Linked DNA regions of Rattus norvegicus: region 1 is linked to region 2. Evidence: chromatin contacts called from public Hi-C data. All regions are on one chromosome and are shown on one strand. Each heading gives the region's core, a stretch centred on a gene start, on an enhancer-like site or on the middle of the called end of the contact. The rest is flanking DNA. Distances are from core to core; before and after follow the strand shown.

Evidence for each region. Hi-C and Micro-C count contacts between places; a contact is called where the count stands out from the background.
Region 1: a contact with region 2 is called in a Hi-C map of hepatocytes, with 2.1 times the contacts expected there. The contact joins the enhancer-like site here to the promoter of Fgl1 in region 2. A contact is called at or near these places in 8 of 12 Hi-C or Micro-C datasets (the A7r5 cell line, Schwann cells, hepatocytes and 4 more).

The regions. Positions count from the first base shown.
Region 1 is chr16:57,979,587-57,983,026 of GRCr8, reverse strand. It overlaps a transcript of Mtus1 not described here. Among named protein-coding and RNA genes, the nearest start is that of Mtus1, 17 kb to the left of the region's middle. Within about 2 kb of position 1,861, at least 1 of the 93 cell types and tissues checked has an H3K27ac peak or open chromatin away from gene starts, as enhancers often do. A contact at or near this core is called in hepatocytes, where this site is marked.
Region 2 is chr16:57,822,608-57,826,434 of GRCr8, reverse strand. Fgl1 (fibrinogen-like 1) reads right to left here and starts at 2,235. Exons shown (of 8, transcript NM_172010.2): 1 at 2,162-2,235.

The DNA.
Region 1 (3,440 bases), core at 612-3,111, 160 kb before region 2:
GCAAAAATGTGGTTGGGAGAAATCTTTCATTAAATAAAAATGCTTGAGTCTGAACAGCAGGTGGCGCTGCGCCTACTCTTTTCCCCCTTTCCTCTTGTCTTTCATCTTTACAGTTTATTTGCCAAACGGAATGTGAGGAATGCCTTTCACTCAAATTTCTAACACTGTGTTGCTGGAAATAAAAGGCTTCCATGCGTATATGTTTCTTAACTTCTGATGTCTTAGGAACACAACAAGAGCTCACACTTAGCGCCTAAATGTGCACTTGACGAACAATTTTTTGGTCATTACTGTTCAAACATGCTCTCCTTCTCTTGAGAGGTCTATTTGATGTGCTTTATGCTCTACTCAAGGACTTGAGATTGAACCTCGAATTCTCAAGCTCATCCCCATCCTCCTCCTGAATACCAGACCCGTTCACACTGAACTCCTTTATTGAGTTTCAACTTGGACACTCTCTGGCTTATTCATGCTTTCATTAGACAATCTTCAGACCGCTGGGATCATGCTCTCTCCTGGCACCGAGTGTCTCTGCGCCATCTATGCCGGTAGCCTCACAGCCCTAAAGCGCATCAAGGCTTGGAAAGACCTTTGACAGAAATGATGGTGTCCCATTTTGCCAATGGCATATAAACAAGGTGATGGTGCCAAATTGTTATTGTCCCAGCAAGTGACAGAGCACCTGCCTAGCATGCGTGAGGCCCTGAGTTCAATGCCAGGTACCTTTAAAAGATCCATTAAATCTGAGCTAAGCTGTTGAGGAGAGTCGTGGCTTCTCCACTAGCCACTCCTGCCAGGTCAGTCGTCCCCACCTCCCACTTCTGGCTTATGCCCGTACCTCCTGCTTGCTCCATGAGCACGCTCTGGGTGAAGTCGCTAAGGTTTCTGAGAGCAGAAGCATTCCTAATTCCACTCCGTCCCCTGGACTTTACAAAGCAAGGAGTAGAGAGTGAGCTGCCACGGGTGTCTGCTGAAATCAATTTTCTTTCCATGCCAGGAGTAATGACTTAATTTTGTTAATACACTCTCTCACCCTCTACACAGAGACGTTCAATCACCCATTTTACAAGGCAATTTCATTAGATAAAATTCCTTAGTAACAGTTACAGCAACTGTTACACATTTGAACACCCATTCCACTTTCATGTCTTAGGCCAGCGTTTTCACTTGCTTTAAGAGGAAGGAAAAGGCAGATCTTTAGAATACAAACTTATCAAACTGCTACCCTGTGGGCAAAAACATCCAGATGGAGTCATCTCTAGAAAGAAAGCTCCGGCTTGAGCAAACAGGTCAACTTTTCTGGGCCACAGCTACAATGTAGTCAAAACCTAGCAAGCTCAGAAGATACAAGAAAAGGCATGCTTCCCAGTACTGCCTCCCGAAGCACCATAGACTTACAGATCATTCCCAGCATGCCTCAGGAGACCTAGACCACTGCTCATTAACACGCAGCCTGCCCAGAAGCACTCTCACCAATGCTCAGTCACCGTTCTACATGCCCTGGCCTGTGTTCTTTAGGAAGGTTCCAAGGGAATTCTTTTTTTTTTTTTTTTTTTTTTTGTTCTTTTTTTTTTTTTCTGGAGCTGGGGACCGAACCCAGGGTCTTGCGCTTCCTAGGCAAGCGCTCTACCACTGAGCTAAATCCCCAACCCCCCAAGGGAACTCTTAATTGATACGTCCCACCCACTCCTCTCCCTTCCACCCAGCTCACCAAAAGCTTAACTTTGAAAAGCAGAGTCTTGCTCTGTTGTCCAGCTTCCTCGAGTAATCCTCCTGCTTCAGCCTCCAGGGCACTTGGACAATGGACATTTGCCTCTACACCCAGTTTTCAGGTATGTGTGTGTGTGTTCACGTGGATACCCATGTGAGCAGGAGGTGCCTGGTCACGGCTATGCAAGCACACGATGCGTGCCCATGGAGGTTAGAGGTCAACAGTGACATCATTCCTCAAAAATACTCACCTTGATTTCTTTGAGGCCGATGAAGACTGGCCTGGAGTTTGTCAATCAGGCTGACTGATCAGTGATCCCGGGGGTATTACCTATCTCTGCTTCCCAGCCTGACCTTTTTACGGGGCTGCTAGGTATTGAACACAGGACCTCACACTTGCATGGCCAATACTTTACCAACTGAGGTATCCTCCCTCCCTCCCTCCCTACCCCATGTCAAACTTTTAATGCTGAGACTAATCCTAGTAATTATTAGTGATGTTGTCATGTGACAAAAGCAACTTAGATGAGTAAACAGCTTTCTTGGGCCACTTGTCTGACTGGGGCAGTGAGACCGGATACCTAACCATAATCCCTCTGCTATGCCATGCATAAGAAAGCAGCATCCCACAGACAGCGGTAGCCAAGTTTAAATCCGAGCCTGAGCTACTAGGAGAAGTTGCCCGCCCAGAAACAGTGAGTGTCTGACAGGCAGTGTCCCACCAAGAACCCTATTGCTTCCCTTGGTGCCAAGTGCGAGCTAAGGTGGTTAAAGAAGTAAATGACATGTAAATCACAGGACACCACAGAAAGGCCCTTGGTAACACTGAATAAAACGGGAGATGCACTGCCCAAGTACCAAAAGTTTTACGATTATATATCAAAACCACTTTATTCTAATTAGCTCACAGAAGCAGCTGGTTTAAGCTGGTCGCTCAAGTGCTTGGCCAGTCTCTATCTCTATACGCCCCTGTGGACGTCATTGTTCATACTCAGAACAGCCATTTGGAACCAATGGAGCTCCTCTCAGGGGACAGAGAGAGAGGAAGAGACAGGAGGGAAAGAGGGGCAGAGAAGCCGTGGCAGAACAACATGGCAGGTGATGTTAAGATTCTGCTCTGTGTATTTACAGGTTGTTATTAATGTTCCTAAGGGATGGATGGTACCAGGCTTTGTATGTTTAAGTGGGCAATTATATCTTATCAATTGGATCTAAGATTATTATGTTATGTGTTCTTTTATGTGAGGGTTTGAGTGTAGGAAAGTGTGCGGCTGGGATGTGTTTCCGCCAAGATTATCTAGCAGATATCTTGGGGCACTGCAGTGTGGACCTAGCGAGGTAAAAGACAACAATACATATATTATTTTTATATTTTACAACAACACACCTCCAACCGTGTTCCTTCCTCCTGTGGATTGCTTTGGTTATTCATATCTCTCTTTCAGTTCCATATGAATTATGACTGTTTCATTCTAAATCTGTGAAATACGACATTGGAATTTTGACGGATATTACGACACATAAGTAGATTCATTTTTGTAATTATAACCATTACCACGCTATTAATTCAAGCTCGAGATCATGAAAGAAGAAAAATATCACACACTAAGTTTAAATTTATAATGAAACAGTTGCCAAAAATCATACCGCAGTATAACGGGACTATCATGGGGTCTAACAAGATCGAGTGACCTGGAAAAGAAACAGGCAGGGGTGAGAACATCTCTGTT
Region 2 (3,827 bases), core at 986-3,485:
AAGAGTAGCCAAGGCGAAACATGGCAAGTCGTATCTCAAGGTTAACGGCTGGAAAATACACACAGAGGGTAGATATCTGCCCAGCTCTAATGCTTTTAAGGCTTATTATAAATGTAAAATATATTGTAAAAATAAAATAATTATATATATAAAATCTGGGAACTGAATGATGAAGGCAGGGTAGAAGTCCCCAGTGGAGATTAAAAAATTAATACAACTTTCTGCGATTGGTCACAGCTGCACTGATAATCCAGTCTTCATCATTCATGATAGTAAACCATCCTTATTCTGCACATCCAGTTTATACTAACATCATCCTATTCCTTATTATCCACCATGTTTGGTTGTATATCATTTATAGTATTCTGCTTTTGGTATTTTGAATTAGAAATCATTATACTTTAAAATTATTATAAAATTATCCATTGAAATTATCTTCAAATATCTGTTCTCAAACAGGCTGTATTAGTCAATATAAATTATTTTAAGGAGGTGGGTAATGTAGTTCAGTGGCAGAATATGCCTCTCATGACTAGGGCTCTTGGTTCAATTTCCAGAACCTAAATAAATAATTACCCAGTAGTGTGTATGTGCGTGCGTGTGCGTGCGTGCTTGTGTGTGTGTGTGTGTGTGTGTGTGTGTGTGTGTGTGTGTGTTTGGGTTTTTTTTTGTGGAAGGGTCTCACTTATAACTCTTGCTAGCCTGGAATTCTAGTGTTGACCAGGTTGGACTCAAACTTGCAATAATTCTTTTGCTTCTGTCAGCCAAATGCTGTGTTACTATGTCACAATGTCCATTTCTGACCAACAGTCAGAACTAACTTAGCAAATTATACTGCATTAAACTTAAAGGCAAAAACATCTAACTTTAGAAATGTGCTATGGTAAATGCCTTTTATAAGTAGAATCTCAAAACAAAGTAAGTCAATAGATTATAAAATGGTTTAAATGATATTTTTTGAATGAGCCATTATGAGAAGATACAACAAATTTAAAAAAAGGGACTCTGCCAGTGACACAAATCAGTGCCTTGCTCAGCCATCATCCAAGACACTCCCTCCTGCAACAGATGGGGGGAAACGTAGAGACCCACAGGCAGACATTATGCAGAGAGTCAGAGGCCTTGAAACGCTGGGCACTACGTCTTAGGCTCAGGGACCCCTTCAGAAAAGGAGGCAGAAAAGTGTAAAAGCCAGAGAGAATGTATGACACCAAGAGAACAAGGCCCGGCCCGAATAAATATGATCAGAGTACCTATGAACTCAGAGACTAAGGTAGCATGCATAGAGCCTGCCTAGGTCTGCAACAGGTCCTTCACACATGAGAGCTTCCAGTTACATGTTTTTATGGGATTTCTGAGTGTGCAAACAAGTGGGTCTCTGTTTCCTGTGCCTCCTCTTGGAACTCTTTTCCTTCTTTCCATCTGGTCCAACTGTGATGGACTGGTTTGTGTTTCATCATGCCACAGTAGTTTGTATTAATCCCTTAGAAGCCTGTCTGTTTTTTCATGACAGACAGAAATGGAGTAGATCAGAATGGGAGGGAGATAGGGAGGACCCAGGGAGAGTAGAGGTGGGGGTAGGCGAAACCTTTCGATAAAATGAAAAAGGAAAAGTTTAAAAGAAAAAAGTGCATCAACAGCACCACTATATTTTCTAAGTTATCAGTCACATATGAGCTACAACATTAATGCAGACAGTTAAAATATTACCCGTAAGCACAGCCTGAGAGACCGTGTTATGCTGCTTTTCCAAACTTTTCTGAAAATGGACTATACCTATATCTTTGTTGTTTATACTAAGACTGTATAGATTTTCTTAAAGAGCTCTGAAAAGCTAAACATACTTGACCTCCAAATAGTTGAAAAGCATTTGGGAAGCCCAAATAACAATGTGGTCTATTCTGTTTTTAATTCTGGAGGCTGAAATGGAAACTTCTACTGTGAACCCTCACCTAACTCACTCAAAATCCAAAGGGATGGGAAGCTAATTTGATTCTAAATCTCTCCTCCAAATTGCAGCTCTGCCTTATTGTCAACCATCCCAGTCTCTCTCAAAAGCCAAGGGTATTGAGACTTTTCGAGTCCTGGTGTCTGTCATTTGCTGTCATGAAAAAAAGTCACCATTATTACAGTCCAGTCAGGAGTACAGCTAATTACTTACCTCACATCAAAATGAATCAGTACTCAGCTAGGCTGGGTCTACACAGGGCCTCCCAGGAACTTCTAACTGAAGTCAGAATTACAAATGGTTTCCCCTGCTATTTGATTAGATGTCGGCAAAGTTGACTCTGGCTTTAATCCAGAGACAACATGAGGAAACCAGTTTAACTGGAAGGAATATTAAAAAAAAAAAAATGGAGTGGGAACCCCAATACTCTTATATTTTCAATTTCTCCTCCTTGCAGAAGATTTTATTGGCTTACATATCTTTATTTCAGCCTTTTATAGTTGTGTTCATTCAGAGAATTTTGTACTTTATCCTAAAAGCCAAGCGCACCCGAAGCTTCGCCTTACAGGTGGTAAGACTTAATAAACTACCACCAGCAAAGAGGAAACTAAAGGATCATTTCAGCGAAGACAGGGGCCACATTTTTCTTAAGTATGAAAATATCCCCACCACAGGCTTATAATGGACAAGAGGGAGCCATCCGTTTACTTGATCCTTTTTTACTATACTTTTTCTCTATTCTTGAGAACTTCAGACATGAAAACATGAAATACGACCATATCCACCTCGCATTCCCCTCCAAGTTTTCCCATGTCCGCTACAGCATGTTGCCCTCCCAACTTCACATTTTGCTTCATACTACCCTAAATTCCCTGTGTACAGGGATGTGGGACTGTCGATTAGCAACAGTGTTTTCTCATGTGTAAAGATTGTGACACTTGCTCCGTTAGCCTTAGCTGTGTTCTGTACTAGCTGTTCTTTTTGCTTTTAAAGCCTCTGGAGCAGTTTCTAACATGTGTGAAAGGTAATTTTCCAGTTCTGCTAATCTTTTTGGTTCTTCTTTTTTTCAGAGCTGGGGACCGAACCCAGGGCCTTGTGCTTCCTAGGCAAGTGCTCTACCACTGAGCTAAATCCCCAACCCCCAGTTCTGCTAATCTTGTTGTGTAACAATCTCAGACTGGAAACCAGGTGATCACTTCTCTTCAGTCTGACGTAACTCAAACAGTTGTTTGCCTTTTGTCCTGTTGCCCCTATTTCTTAACTCAGATTCCCGTAAAAAATAGAGTGTTTTCTTTCTGTGCTTTCTTTGTTACTGAGCGGAAAGTTTCACCTGTATTTGACCTTTCTGATGATTGTCTTAGGAAATTTGGAAGTTCTTATAGAAAAATCGGTCCTGATGACTTAAAATATTTATAATAATACATAAAAATACTTACAATAATATTTTAAATATAATATAAATATAATAAATATTTAAATATAATAACTAGTTATAAATATTATTAATAATATTATAAAATACTTATAATAGTAATGATAAAGCAATGACATTTAGGCTGAAGTGATCTACACATACAGGAGGGATGAAATGATGGAATTTATAATAGAGAATTCGAGCCACTGATTTAAAAGGGAAGCATGGAATTTTTTTTTCTTTTTTTTTTTTCAGAGCTGGGGACTGAACCCAGGGCCTTGCACTTGCTAGGCAAGCGCTCTACCACTGAGCTAAATCCCCAACCCCGAAAGCATGGAATTTTAAAGCTAACATGATACTAGCTACTGTGGGGAAGTGTAGTATTTTGGATGTATCTTTCTTGTATCTTTATTGCTTTCTTCACGTTCAAATAAATAATTGATAAGGTCTACGATCAGGCAGTCT